Linked DNA regions of Hordeum vulgare: region 2 is linked to region 1. Evidence: chromatin contacts called from public Hi-C data. All regions are on one chromosome and are shown on one strand. Each heading gives the region's core, a stretch centred on a gene start, on an enhancer-like site or on the middle of the called end of the contact. The rest is flanking DNA. Distances are from core to core; before and after follow the strand shown. Region 1 has its middle 71 kb from the start of LOC123442913. Region 2 has its middle 39 kb from the start of LOC123412921.

Region 1 (7,778 bases), core at 2,524-5,023:
AAGAAGAAGAGGGATACGACCCCCACGATAACAGTTGGGATTCCTTCATCAAGAACATAATGAAAGTTACACGAGGAGTTCCGAGAGACTGAAAGTCAACCCAAATCATAAGTCAATTAACATTGCAATTATGGAGTAATGGAAAATCATGGTCACTTGATATTTCCTACTTTATAGTAAAAGTCATGCTGAAATCCATAAAAAAAATCGGCATGACCAATGCTAAAATATGACATATCGAGCGCCTGAAATTTGCCAAAACAAAAATGAATCAACATTCCGGTAAAACATAGGTACTAGGATGTGTTCGTTGCAAAATCATACACACGTGTCCAATAATAACATATAGCATTCTTTGATGACAAAGTGATAATGACGTAAAAGTAATTAAAGTGTCCAACATATTTTGATACCTGAAACATTTCTATATTCAAAAAACCTATTCGATTGCTAAAATACTTAAAGGTATTTCCTATTTCTATTACTAGTTTTTATATTTTCTGTAAAGGTATTTTTCTGTCCAACACATTTGTATTCGATTGATAATTTTTTACTAAAAAAATTGTGTTTCTATTACTAGTTTTTATATACAATTCTATAACTAGTGTTTGTATTTTCTATTCTATTCTATTACTAAATATTTTACTAAAAAATTATATACCTACTTAGTTAGGAGAGAGGAGGTGGGAGGAGTGGGGAATGAAGAGGAGGGGGAGGAGGGAGGAGGACAGCAGGAGGGTGGAGAGAGAATGGCAACGGGAGGAGGGAGGAGAGAGGAAGAGGGGGAGGAGGGCGAGAGGAGGAGGGAAGAGGCTGGTCGGAGGAGGAAAGGAGGAGGGTTGCAGGAGGAAGGAGGAGGTAGCAGAGAGGAGGGAGATACCTCGGCAGCAATGGTGACGGCGATGGGCGAGGGTGACGACGACGATGGGATACAAAATGAGGGTGTGAGAGGAGGGTGCTAGAGACACGAACAAGCGTGCAGAGTGTGGATAAGATGACCATAGTAGTAGCCGGGGATACATACACGCGCTACGGCTAAAATGTTAGTTGTGGTGCATGTTAAGCGGCCGCACTGCTACTATAGCCAGTCGAGGGGGACACGAAGGGGGGCTTGTAGTAATAGCGCGGCCCACTTTGTTTCCCGATTTTGTTTCCCCACTTTGTTTCCCCATTTTCCGTCCTAGATACTTCATTTATGAACAATACAAAATATATTCAAACTTAGTACATTTCTAACCGATCCCCTAAAAGTTAGTGGAGTAAAAGTTGGAGTAAAGTTGGTGGAGTAAAATTATGCTCCACTAATGGTGGCCGCACCTAGACGATCCACTATAGTTAGTAGAGTAAAATCAAATTTGTGAGTGGTTTGTACATTATCAGTATAAATACAATCTCTACACAATACATATCTTAAAATCATTCAAATTAAAGCGGGTAGCAATAATCGTCATAACATAAAGTTTCATCACAGTGTTTTTCAAATTTAAACATACTAAGTTCATCCAAAAGGCATCACTTCAAACATAATGTTTGATTCAAAATCACCAGAGACATAGCGTGTATATGTTGTGGATCGAGCCAATCTTTGGCATGCACCACCACCCTCTCGATCACCGCCACTCAAACGACGTCCTCGGCAAAGAAATCAACCTCGACATCCTCTCGGCCACCATCATCACCACCACCACCATCCTCTCGGCCACCATCATCACCACCACCACCACCCTCTCGGCCACCATCACCATCCTCTCGGCCACCATCACCACCACCACCATCACCACCACCACCACCACCACCATGTCCACCGTCACCACCCCCTCGGCCACCATCACCACCACCCCCTCAGCTACCACCAACATTCCGAAGATAGGCCAAGATTTGTCCACGAGTGAGCTCCCAATAATTTCTTGTGCCTCCATCCATTGGTTGCAACCGGATGCAGTCGGACCATCGGTTGCATTGATCATGATGGTGCTCCAACGATGCCCAAGCGAACCTTGTGTACGGATTGATCACACGTCCACGAAGATGTTGTAGTAGTCGGTGATCCTCTCCCAAAACATGGTCTTGGTTTTATTCGTTCCGATCGTTGCATCCATGGAGATGGCACACCAAGCGTCATAGAGCGCAAGGTCCTCCTTTTGATTATAGTTTTGGGTGCGGATCCTTGAGGCCTTGGTGCTTGCTTCGGTCACCACCACCCCTCCTCTTCGTCCACCACCTCTTGGACCTCCTCCTCGGCCTCCTCCATGTCTTGGGTGTCCGAATGATCTCAAAACGAGTTATAGTTGAGACATCGATGCTAACGGTGGCCGAGGACTCCAACGATGCGAGGAATTTGGCCGTGTTCATCTCCGCTCTACGATGTCAAAGCAAGTACTATAAACAATCACTATTGAATACCAACGGGACGCGAGGTTATATTTTTACCTTGTTGGGATTTCATCAAGCACTTGGCAGTCGCGTTTTTTTTTGTTGTGGGTTGTGGTTGTCGCTCGCGCCGGAGCAGTTGTCGTAGGGGCAGTCGGAGTTGCCACACGAGGCACGGGCTTTGGACTGGGCACCGTCGTTGTCTTCTTCATCTTCTTCTTGGCAGTCGCCTCGGCGAGCGCCGCCGTCGGCTTTCGAGCATGTTTGCCTCCTGTAGGTGCGGCGGGAGGGCGAAGTGTTGTTATCACAGATGTGGTGGCCACACCGGACACCATTGGCGCGGTTGGAGGCGGAGTTTGGAACCGGTGGTTCTTTGTCATCCCCAAACTTTTTTTGGCACTCGCGGCGGGAGGGCTATCTATTCCGGCCGGCTCGGAGGTCATAGGTGGCGGCTGCGGGGGGGTGGCGGCGAGAGGAAGTTTTACTCAGCTGCCGCATGATGGTGTATATTTAGGAGAATCTTGGGGGATATAGAGAGTTGGAGTAAAAAATTATACTCCTTTAACGTTTTTAGGGGATCAGCAAGGTCTGTCATAAGGATGTAAATCAAAAAAATTACTTTCTTATGGCTGTATTGGAGATCAGTTAGAAATACCCTTAGACAACATCATCTTCGCATAAGCACTTGGAACTTAGAGACCAAAGTATATGATAGTTGAGTTGGCATCTGAGAGATCTAATCGTTGGTCTTTGTTTTTCTCAAACTTGAGTCGGCGTGCTCACGATGATGAATATGTAACTCTAAAAGAGGTATCCTCGTCAACCATGGAGCCAAAATGTCGCTCTCCTGCTTCCATGGAGTGCAGAATTAATTGGGCATGTTTTTACAGAAAGAACAAAGTGCAGGTTTACCTTCTTTCTTTTTTTTGCGGGGAAGATGCAGGTTTACCTGAATTTTGAATTTTGCTTATATGTTTCAACCAAAAGACTAAAAAAATATTAGATACAATTCCAAAATACAAATTTCAACAGATCTTTTGTGAAACTACAAGACTGCGGCTGGGTCTAAGACTTGTTTAATGTCGATTTCAACACATGGTTTACATGAATACAGTAGATGAAACATGTTGAAACATCTCACACAAAAAGTTCAGCAAAATTCACAAAAATCTGTCTCGTACGCGTCTTCCCGCAATGGTGCGGCGTATATCATTGATCATTTGATCTGAACATCACAGAGAAGCTAACAGTACTTGTCCAGGGAAAACCCAGCCCGTTGGATGAAATCGAAACGCAATGATAGCCTTCGAGAAAGTAGGCCGCACTGCCCAGCACAGATGGAACAAGTGTACTTCCGTGCCATCGCCATCCGAGTCCGAGTGTCCGACTGCTGCCCGCAGCACACATATGTGTGGTGCCCGCAGCCCACGTCGACGGAAGGACCTGGCTTTCCTTCGTGCCGAACCATAATGGCCTGAAGCTTGTTATTCCCTCTCCTCTTCTAAACACGATGAAACGCAGATAAAAACTCAAGTTTCAGATGTTTGTGTGAAGATTAATTAACATGGTAATTAAGGGGATTAATCCCTCCTTGTAATAACGACAAAGAAACAACACGAAAGGAACGAAACTTTCGCTGGAACTGCAGCGAATAGGAAAAGCAATCGCACACCCGACTGATATAATGGCCGGCACATGTGATTGTGCGAGCCATCGATTTTGTAAAACTTATCGAAGGTTCGTGGCCGGTTTCGGAAATCAGTTACTCTCTTTTTCGTATTTTGGTTTGTTTTTATGTTTTGTTTTCTTTTTCTTTTTTATTTTAAAAATCTTAAATTTCGACAAACATTCAACATATTCACAAATTGTTCTTTTTATGAAAATAATTAAAACATTCCAAAACAATCACGTTTTTTAAAATTGTTTTTGTTTTCTAAAAATGTTTGGAATTTTGAATTCTTTTCACATTTTGTAAAAATGATCCGAGTTTCAAAAAAGTTCCTGTTTTCAAATATAGCTTTCCATTTCACGAAACTGTTTGTAATTACAATAGTGTTCATGTTTTAGAAAATAGAGTTTCAAATTTTGTTCATGTTTTCAAAAATTGTTTGGACTTTTGATTTTTGTTCAATTTTATAAAAAATATTCAATAATTCTAAAAGCTTTCCAAAAATTTCGAGATTGTTTATGTTTTCAAAAAAATGTTGGCACCCAAAAATAGAATTAAAAATTCTTCCTGGTTTTAAAATTCTATTTCAAAATTGTTTACAATTTCAAGAATTTTTTTGACAATTTTAAAAAAGCGCATTTGAATCTCAATGGTGCAATGTCTTCTCAAATATTTTTCATATCATAATAATCACTAGCAATCATCGGTTTTGTTGGCCAGCAGCGCACGTACATGAGTACGTGGTCGTGAATTTGGGAAAATTCTATATGCCGCTCACTACATCCAATTGTCCATGCTTCGCACAGGGTTGCGTAAACCGTCGACGCAGTAGCTAGACTTTCCTTGTCGGTTTTTTCTGGTTTTCAGAACCTTTTAGAAGGTTCCCTAAACCGGTTTTCTATTTTTTTATTTCTATTTTCTTTATACTGTTCTGTTTCTCTTTTTTCTGTTTATATTTCAAAAATGCTCTGGATATTCAAAAAATACTTGGGATTTACAAAAACTGGTCTTCAAATTCGATAAATACTTTTACACAATAGAAAAATGTAATGTTTCTTCTTTTTTCCAAAAATTGTTCTGGATTTTTAAAAATGTTTGGAATTTCATGAATTGTTGGTCAAATTCGGAAATGTTTTTTTCTTTTTACAAAAAAGGTTCTGGATTTTCACCAAAATGTTCTAGAGTTTCAAAAAATGTTCCGTACATTCAAAAAAATCTGTGTTTTTCAAAATGTTTTCTACTAAATGTTCTTATTTTTCGAAATTTGTTCTAAAAATTCAAAAAATGTTTGTATCTTTAAAAAAGATTCATGTTTATGTTCAGAATTTTTCAAAAATTTCTCATTTTCCAAAAAAAACACGAGATTCAAAAAATGTTCTGGATTTTCAAAAAAATGTCCGGGATTTTCAGCAATTGTCCTTTAAATTCGAGAAAATAATTGCTTTTTAGACAAATGTTCTGTATTTTTAAAAATGTTTTTCAATAAATGTTCTTGTTTTAGAAATTTGTTTTCGAAATTAAAAAAATATCGTATTTTAAAAAATTGTTCATGTTTATAAATTTGTTCAGGATTTTCAAAAAAAATCTCATTTTCAAAAAAATTTCTCAAGATTCAAACAAATGTTCTGGATTTTCGAAAAATGTTCAAGATTTTCAACAATTGTTCTTGGAATTCGATTTTTTTGATTTTTTTGAAAAATGTTCTAGATTTTCAAAAAATGCACTGGATTTTAAGAAATTGTTCTGGATTTTCTAAAATGTTTTTCAATAAATGTTCTTATTTCTCGAAATTAGTTCTCAAAATTCGAAAAAGGTTCACATTTTCAAAAAAAAATCATGTTTATAATTTTTTTTTAGGATTTTTAAAAAGTTGTTCTCAAGATTAAAAAAATATTCATGCTTCCAAAGAAATTCGGTGTTTTAAAAATTGTTCTCCGTTTCAAAATTTTGTTCTTAAGATTCAAAAAATATTCGTGGTTTAAAAATTTGTTCCCAGTCCCAAATTTCTTCAAGATTTTTTAATATTATTCTTTGTTTTAAAATTTTATTCCCAATATTCAAAAAATGTTTCGTGCTTTAGAAAATTGTTCGTGTTTTCAAATTTGTGTATAAAAACGTTCATGTTTTCAAAAAATGATTGAGAAATTCTATGTTTGTTCGTGTTGATTTTCAAAAAGGAAAAAGAAAAAGGAAATGAGCAGAAAAGGAAAAAAGAAACAGAAAAAAAATTATCTGTTTTTTAGGCAAAAACAAAGCCTAGGTCGGCCTAGTCGGGGCGAACCCCTTGTGCGTGCGCCCAACTCCTTGCCGCGTAGAGCGACACGTAGGAGCTCACAAGAATTTGAATCTCCTTAACACATACTTGCGCCCTCGTGGGCTTGACCTCCGTTGCGTTAATCTCCTATATGACGAGGTCCGTGGAACAAGATATGACTCTTTTCTTTTGGTATAGAGGTAAGTCAGTCCATCAAACTCAACAAGTTCTGAACAATCGGGGCCTTGTGAAAACACTTACACATGGGCCATAGGCCCATCTTCAACGCACTATGTGAGTTTGATCCCTCCTCAACACACTATGTTTTTTTGGATTTTTACGTCGGGCGCTAAGAAAACAACTTACTCGCGCCTTTGGGCGTGATCTCTTATGCGTATCATTCTGCGTCATATATAAGGTCGATGAAAAATATGGGACTCTTTTATTTTGATGATATAGAGTAAGTAAGGCCCATCAAATTCGACTAAGTTGTGAACAATTAGGGCCTCACAAAGACACTTACAGGTGGGGCCCCGTCTTAATGGTTAAGTGCAAGAATTCAGTTTCACGTCAGCCATACGACACCGTCACAAGCGTCATGAAACTATGCTCATCGGTCACGACTGGATCATCACTACCTAAAAAGTTAATACAATATATCAATGACTTTAAAAGTTCTCCCCTAGCTCTCGCGAATATGATTTCCCAGTCCTCATAGCAACGATGCCACCATGAGTCCACTTGGTCCGACCTTTCACCGTACACAAGCCATGTCCTCCCTGGCCTGCTTCCTCCTTGCGGTATTGGTTAGGGTTTAGGGGTGCTGATGAGGTTTCCTCATTCGATTATGCGGGGATCGTAGGAAGGGATTGGGTCTTTGGAACATGGATTAGAAGATATTAGTAGCTTGCTACAACGTTTGTATCTTTAGGATGAAGATTGGTGTGAAAATGGGCTACAATGGACAATCGCAAGAAGCAAAACAAAGAAATAGTGGTTCAGATTGAAAACATGCTAAAGCAAGAGAAAAAAATTTGGGTGCACTAAGGTAGAGACAGTTGGCTCCATCATGGAGGTCGAGCCACGACATTTTTCATAATTTTGTGTGAAAAGAAGAAGACATAATATTATTAAGCGTTTGAAAAATGAGAACGAGATTTGGGTGGAAGGTAATGGTACTATGATAGTTTAAAAACATTGATCTATGATGGCTTTTTGAGCTCTTTTCCATTGCGGAAGGGGTATCAGTTCCATATCTTCTTGCATCTGTAAACCATTGGTTTTGGAAGGGTTGAATCACTACTGAGGATGTTGCTAATGCGATACTATAATCAGAGATCCTTCGACAAAACTGTGTGCGATCCACCAATGCAAATGGTACAGTTCAAGCTCCGTTGCCAATGGAACGAACTGTGTGCGATGGCGGATCCACCAAATACGATTCAGATAAGAGTTATGTGTGCGATGTATGGCATATAGTTGGTT
Region 2 (7,713 bases), core at 3,603-6,102, 360 kb before region 1:
TAAAATAGTAACGAATAGATTTCAGAGATTCATACATTTTTAGATCTAATAAACATTTTTCCGAATGGTATATTATTATTTTCCTAAATTAAGAGAAAAGTGTGAATATTTTTGAAATGTTACGATCATATTTTTGGAATGCATGAATATTGTGTTAGATATCACACACATTTTTTGAAACGTACAGAATAGTCCTTAAGTTACACCAACAGTTTGTATAATTTTACAAATTACAAATCATGAACATATTTTTAAAACAGGTGAAATAAATAAATGTCCCGAACATTTTTCTTGAATGCTATCTATATAATCTAAAAGTTAGCTGGCCATTTTATTTACACTGCATGATTTTTTTAAACATATGATGACCATTTATAAATATTTAAGTAGAACATTTATATTTCACAAATGTAAATATAATATATAATACAAAAAACAGTAGAACATGACCTGCACTAGTTAGCCAGTGGTCCTCCCGCGCTGGTTCTGTCCATTTTTAGGGCCAGGGGTGAGCGGTACTTCCCTATTGGAGCTCCTACCTGCCGCATCCTACCGCACAGGGGCGCCCAACTGGGCCTTCCCAGATATCTTTTTTATTCATGTTTTTTTCTTTTTTGCTTATTCTTTTATTTTTATATTTTCTAATTTAGAGCAAAAAAATATTTAGAATTTGAAGAACAAATTTCTAATTCGTTTTTCCCCTTTTCCTTTTCTTGTCGAATTTGAAGCAAAAAAGTTTTATAGAATTTGAAGGAAAAATTGTGAAAATCAAATATTTTTCAAATTTATGAACAATGTTTGAAAAACGATTTTTTTTTAATTTTGTAACATTTTTCGAAATTTTTGGAAAAGAAAAAACACCTTTTGAAATTTAAGAACAATTTTCAAACACGAAATTAGTTTTAACATTTAACAAAAAAATATATTTCTATTTTGCTTGAAAATACCGAATATTTTTTGAAAATACTGCACATATTTCCTAAAATACCGAAAAAAAATTGGAGTTATATTTCTTTTTGAAACACAGAAACTATTTGAAGTTTAGATCATTTTATAAAAAGGCAAATGCAATTTGCTATATTAAATATCAATTATACAAAATCAAGAACATTTTAAAATCTAGAATATCATTTTGAATTTATGAACAAAGTTTAAAAAACAATAAGTTTTAAAATTTTGAATAATATATTCAAAGCAAGAACGTTTTTGAAAATTTAGGATTATTTTGCACACGAACTTAATTTTGAAACTTAAAAAGAAAATTCATATATTTTTTCAAAATACCAATCATTTTCTTAAGATAAAGATCTTTTTCTTAAAAAATCGAACATTTTCTGAAAAATCTTGGAAAATTTTGAAATTTATGAATGTTTTTGAAAAACGACAACTATTTAAAATTTAAATCATTTTTATAAAAATGTTTTTTTTGAATTTGAATAACATTTTGTGAAAATCCAATATATTTTTTGGAAATCTAGAACATTTTTTGGAACAAAAGGTAAAAATAAAAAAATAAACAGAAATTAATTCAGAAAACAACTTCTAGAATTTCCCAAAAAAAACACGACTGAAACCTTTAGAAGGTTTCCAAAATCAGCAAACCCGCCGGAAGTGGGCAGGTCCATGAGCTTCGCTTACATCCATCCCCTTGTGCGAAGTCTGGGCAATTCGGCGCAGATAGCGGTGAATAGAATTTTCTCTTTCCTATTGCTGCGGGCGAGACAAAGATACGCCCCTGGTTTTGAGATAAATACACTCATGGTTACTCTATTTGGGACGAAAGCACGATACGATCAGTGAACATTGGAATACGCTCGTTACGGTCATTGAATACGATGGGACGTGAATATACGGTCACTGTAGCACGTATGCGGTGCGTACAGGCCTAGTTTGACCTATTGTTGACCGCCACGTAGTGGTCTCTCATTCGGTCAACGATTCATGAAGGGGGTTTTTTTGTAAAAGAACCAAAATCCCCAATCCCTCAAATCCCTAACCCGCGGCGTCCCCCTCAAATCCCTAACCCTCTGTCGCTCTACTCCGCCTCCGTCGCTCTGCTCAGCCACCACCGTCGCTCTGGCGCTGTCCCCCGCAAGCTCTGGCGGTCATGTCTCTCACGAGCTCGTCCTCCTCTGCTGTCCGCCGCCGGGCGTTGGCGCTGCCGCTGATCCGCTGCGCAGGTCTGAAAGTCCTGAACTTCAAATGCAACTCTTCATCATCTGAATCGGGTGCCCACAAATCTTCACCTTCACACAAGTCTTCATCTGAATCATACTTCTGTTTGCCTTTGTCTTGAGCTTTAGGTTGCACTTGATCCCCTTTATGCTTTGCTCTCTCATTACTTTTGTTTTCCTGCCTGTGTTCTGGTTCATCCTCATCTACATTATCTGCATACAAGTCATCATCATCATTGCCTATTTCATTGTCACTGTCCACAAGTAGACCAGGGTCATAATCCTCATCATCTGTGTCAGTACCTGCATCCTCTTCTTCCATTGCACAAGTGCATTTTCTCTGCCTAGCACTCCTCCTCATAGATGTGCTGCCTCCAACATCCTCTGCTTGCATTTCAGTATTTGCATCTGCTTGCTCTGTTTCTTGCTCAGGGAATACAACCTGCAGAGGAATTAGTGCCCCTGTCTCTGGCTCTGCATGTGCTTGCTCTGTTTCTGCCCCTGCCTCTGCTTGCTCTGTTTCTGCCCGTGCCTCTGCTTCCTCTGTTTCAGACTGAACACTACTGCTGGGAATCCTCTTTGCAGGGCTGATAACTGGAGGCAAATGTGCTCTTGGATAGTGCACAACATCATCTTCATTTGAATTTGCCTGCAAGCTGTCATCATGATCTAGATATATACTGAAGAAATGGTGCCCAATATCAACAAACACCATCATTCTGTCTGTCTGCTCCTCATCACTAAGTTCTCTTAGACCATTTGTACTGGGTGTAAGGATGGGCACACAGTAGAATACTTTGAGCCTCCCTGTCATCTCATAACCTATTTCCTCAACTAGGCTTTCAATGAGAATTGGTGACCAGGTTACCTTCTCCACATTATCATACCAGATGGCTCGACCATTCACATAAGCACGGTTCCTCCCATGCCCAACAAAAAATCCACCATGATTAATTTCAACCGAGAAATTTCTGCTTCTACGACCCGATGCACCAACACATAGACAGCAAGATCAGAATCGGCTGTATATACATTTTATTAAAAGAGATAAAACCCTAAGCCCCAATTCTCCTACCCCCAAATCCCATACCAAAACCCTAGAACAATCGGGCCTGACTAACAACAACAACACATCTACAAAGGCAATGCGGCCCTAAAAGGTTGGTTTTTGAACATCAAAACGCTCATATTCTTGAGGAAATAGGACTTACTGTACACGAGGGGAGGTGCCCCTTGTGGACGACGAACAGGGGCCATCGACGTCGGGTCCAACGGGAAGAAGGAGTGCTGCGGCGGTGCCTCGTCGACGACGCACGAAATCAGCCCCTCGCCACGACTATACCGTCGACGATCGCTGGGGCGGCGACTCCCCTTTCTCTGGGCGAAGACGAACAGGGGACGTGATTGGAGGAGGAGGAGGAGGGATGATTGGGGATTAGGTGATGCCTGAGGGGCTATTCGCATATTTCCACTGCCGCGGCGCCGCGGATCGCCACCTGTCCCCAACGATCGGTCAGCACGTGGTCAACTAGGCCTGTACGCACCGCATACGTGCTACAGTGACCGTACATTCACGTCCCATCGTATACAGTGACCGTAACGAGCGTATTCCAATGTTCAGTGACCGTATCGTGCTTTCGTCCCAAATACAGTGACCATGAGTGTATTTATCTCCCTGGTTTTCTGCGTGATAGCTATGTCTCTCCAAAAGAATAAAGAGAGAGGAAGACCGACGCTTCTAGCCAAGGCATCCACATGATGTTTGTTTCTTAGTAATGGGGGGGGGGGGCGTTCTTCTTGGGGTAACTAGCGACGGATTTCTCAAGTTTTTATGCTTCCTTCTTTTGTTTTGTTTCCATTTTCTTCTCTGATTTCTAAATTCTTTTTCATTATTTTCTTTAATTTTATGTTCCATCTTATTATTTCCTGGTTTAATTTTATATAATTTATATTCTTTATATTTTTGGTTTTCCATGTTTTGTTTTTCGTTTTTTATATGTCAACCACATTTTCTTATACACTTTTAAAATATATTTAGTACAAATTTAACAATCTCTTGATATATGATCAAAATTTTATCTATACACATTTTTAACATTTTGAAATGCTTGATTATAACTTTTCATAGACAAGATTAACATTTTTTTGATAAATGGTTAACCTTTTTTATATACATTTTTAGTGCTTGCTTAACAGTTTTAAACAAGAAGATTAAACTTTCTCTAATATATGGTCAACTTTTTATACTAATTTCAACATTTCCCAAATGGCTAATTAATATTTTCAAATATTTTTTCAACATTTTTAAACAATTCTTGAAATTTTTTTATATAAATTATTTAAATTACTTTTAAATTTCCTTAACACATGATCAACATTTTTTCCATACAGGTTTAACAATATCCGAATGCTTTTTCAACACTTTTGAACTTGTTCATCATTTTTCAAATACTTGTTCAACATTTTCAAATGTGTTTTATAGTGTGTTTTTGTATTTAATATTATGAGTTTTTAAAACAATATAGGAAAGTGTAAAAATAAAGCAAAAACCAAAAGTAGGAAACAGGAAACAAAAGTGAAAGAAGAGGTTTCGGCTTATTGCGCGGGTTGGTTGGGCCATCCTGCTCGCCCCTTCAGCAAGTCAGAAGCTGGACTCGCTCAAGGGAGATATAGGAGCGCCCGGTCTTCCCGGCGCGTTTTTGAATGGCTTGTAGTGGTACGTATTGGAGTGTCGCCTAATGCAAGCCAGTAGTCGGCCAGCCTACCTCGTCGGGCTCGTCATGCTGTTGTAATGCATTCTATTTTGTTTTATTTCTCTTTTAAAATACTTATACATATAATATAAAAATATATATTAATTTTTATGTGTTCATCACTTACTAAGAAAATGTAAATTTAGTGGAAAACATATTGGCTCAGCTTTTGAAAAAAAGTTATACAATTAAAACAAAATGTATGTGACACTGAAAAAATGTTCACTTGTTTGAGAAATGTATGTGCATTTTTCTAAAACTTATATAATGTAAAGTAAATCCATGTAATTCAAACAATATGTACATTAAATCCAGAAAAATGTTCACGTGTTTCAAATAAAATGTTTTGAACGTTATTTTTAATTCGATTTATAAGCAGGTTGCATAGTATTAAAAATCATTTCATACAAAAACATGCTTCAACATGGATTTGAAAAATGTTTAACACGTATTCACTTTTTTCAAACCATATATTTCAAAAACATGATAGTGATTTATTTTAATTTTTAGTTGATATAATAAATGTTTTATATTTATTAAAAAATTGTGCAATGTGTATGAAGAAAACTATATAACAAAAATACATATTTGAAAAAAACTCATATATTTGAGAAAGCTAACGTCAGTTAAAAAATGTTTCAGGTTTATATGCAGAAAGTACAATGCGCATATTATTTTTGGCATCAAATGTAAATTAAAAAATGTTGACCTCGTATTTGTGAAATGTTAAAAATTGTACAGAAAATATTTTCTTGTGTATACCAAAAATGTAAAATGTGCAAGGATAAAAGTGACATGTGCTTTTTCTTGAAAAGGAAAATTGAAAAAAGCCCGGTGTAAACCAAAGAAAGAACAAAGAAAAACCATTGAAAATGGGAAAGAAGAAAAAACAAAAAACATGTGAAAACTGAGGCAAAATAGTGAAAAATTGATTAAGACACCATAGGAAAGAAAATCACAAACACATTCTGTCGGTCTAAAACAGCCACGCTGTAGGCAACCCTAATAGGAATCTTTAACAACAACAGCAACAAAGTTATGATTCTGGTTTTAGGTTGCTCACAAAAGATAGGAAACAAAAGGAAATGCATGTGGCACATGAAGTTCGGCTAATCTTGCATGCACACACATAGCCAGTGACGATCATACAATCACTCACTCACGGGAAAAGTTCATTTTAAACCCTGAACTCGTAGAGGTTTGTCGAAGCGAACCCTCAAATCAAAATAACGATCGATTGCATCCTAAACTATGCAATTTTGGTCTAAATCAAATCTTCGGATCACGTTCCAAACAGAGATAGTCGGGATAGCTTGGATTGGTGGCATTTCGCAAGGGCACACACCTGCTCCTCGCTGCACCGGCCTGCTTAAGTTTTTTTCTTGTTTAAAAAATTCACAAAGAGTGCACCCCTGCTCCTTGATGGACCGGACCGCTTAAAAAGAATTTCGTTACAAAAAATCGCAAAGGGCGCAACCTTGACCCCTGATGGACCAGTCGCTTTAGCTTTTTTGTTTAAATAAAAAAAGTAAGCACACCATATGGCTCGAACACGAGATCAGTTGATGTTGGGAGGCACAACTAACCAGCAAGACATGACTTTTGTTGCGTTCAATTGCTCCTTTAAAAAAAAAATGTTTTCTTATTTCGTCTTTCTTTTCTTTACTTTCTTTCGTTTTCTCTCCATTTCTTTTTCATTTGTTTTACTTTATATTGTTTACTTACCTTCTTTTTCTTAAATACATGTTTTTTTTTCTAAATCGATGAACTTTTGAAAAAACCTTGTGAACCCGGATTTTCAAAAAAGAGCTCACGAATTTTGGAAAAAAGGTTTACGAATTTAGAAAAAGTTCAACTATTTGAAAAGAAAATTTATGATTTTTGAATTTTCTTTTGTAAAACTGATAATGAGTTCGTCGATTTAAAAAAGTCCATAAATTCGAAAACCTCCATGAGCGAGCAGACAAAAAAAGGTAAATGGGTTGGACCATGCACTTTTTTTGCAGTGTAATAGAAAAATTGTTTATAAAAAAGGAAAAATTAAACAGACAAAAAAAGACAAATGGGTTGGCCCAGCATGGAGGACGGATGCACGCCGTGGTCGACACTATCGGCCCCTAGCTAGACGAATCCCCGTTGATATTTGCCATATCAGCATTTTTATGTCTCAAACGATGCTACGATTTAATTTAGACCGGATTACATGGTTCAGGATGCAATTGACCAGAATTTCGGTTTAATGATTCGTTTCTCTGAACCTCTACGAGTTCAGAGTTTAAAATGAACTTTTGGCACCGGGGCCACATCGCACGCTTGGGCTGGATCATTTCTGGATGACAGACAGGCTAGGGTACGCAGCAGCTAGCCAAAGCCATCGACATCTCTCCCTGTCTGCAAAAAGGATGCAGCGCGGCAGGAGAGCGAGGAGGATTAGACGATGATGAGCACGGCCTGATACGCGGGGTCGTGGTACTGCATGCATGCATGCAAATCCCTTTTGCTCCCACTGCTCTCGTCCTCTCCTGTCTCGATCGCCTCATTCGTTGTAACCTTCTGCTCGACGTCTTCCCGTGCATACATAATCCCTGTCACGTCTCTCTGTTTATCTATCTATATCTATCTATCTTGGATCTGTTTTTTTGACCCTAACGAGAGAGAGAGAGAGAAAAGGTTGTTGCTTCCCTTGTTGCTGTTCAACGTGCTCCCTGCCACCGATAAATGAATGGCGAAAAGGTAGCAGAGGACGCGCACAGAATAGGTACCGGCGGGCAAACTCCAAGAAGGAA

The links. Hi-C and Micro-C count contacts between places; a contact is called where the count stands out from the background.
Region 2: a Hi-C map of leaf shows a contact between it and region 1, with 4 times the contacts expected there. The contact joins two enhancer-like sites. A contact is called at or near these places in 2 of 6 Hi-C or Micro-C datasets (leaf and seedling).

Annotation. Positions count from the first base shown.
Region 1 is chr1H:432,066,671-432,074,448 of MorexV3_pseudomolecules_assembly, reverse strand. No RefSeq gene overlaps it. Among protein-coding and RNA genes, the nearest start is that of LOC123442913, 71 kb to the right of the region's middle. Within about 2 kb of position 3,773, at least 3 of the 3 cell types and tissues checked have open chromatin away from gene starts, as enhancers often do. A contact at or near this core is called in leaf and seedling, where this site is marked.
Region 2 is chr1H:432,430,385-432,438,097 of MorexV3_pseudomolecules_assembly, reverse strand. No RefSeq gene overlaps it. Among protein-coding and RNA genes, the nearest start is that of LOC123412921, 39 kb to the left of the region's middle. Within about 2 kb of position 4,852, at least 3 of the 3 cell types and tissues checked have open chromatin away from gene starts, as enhancers often do. A contact at or near this core is called in leaf and seedling, where this site is marked.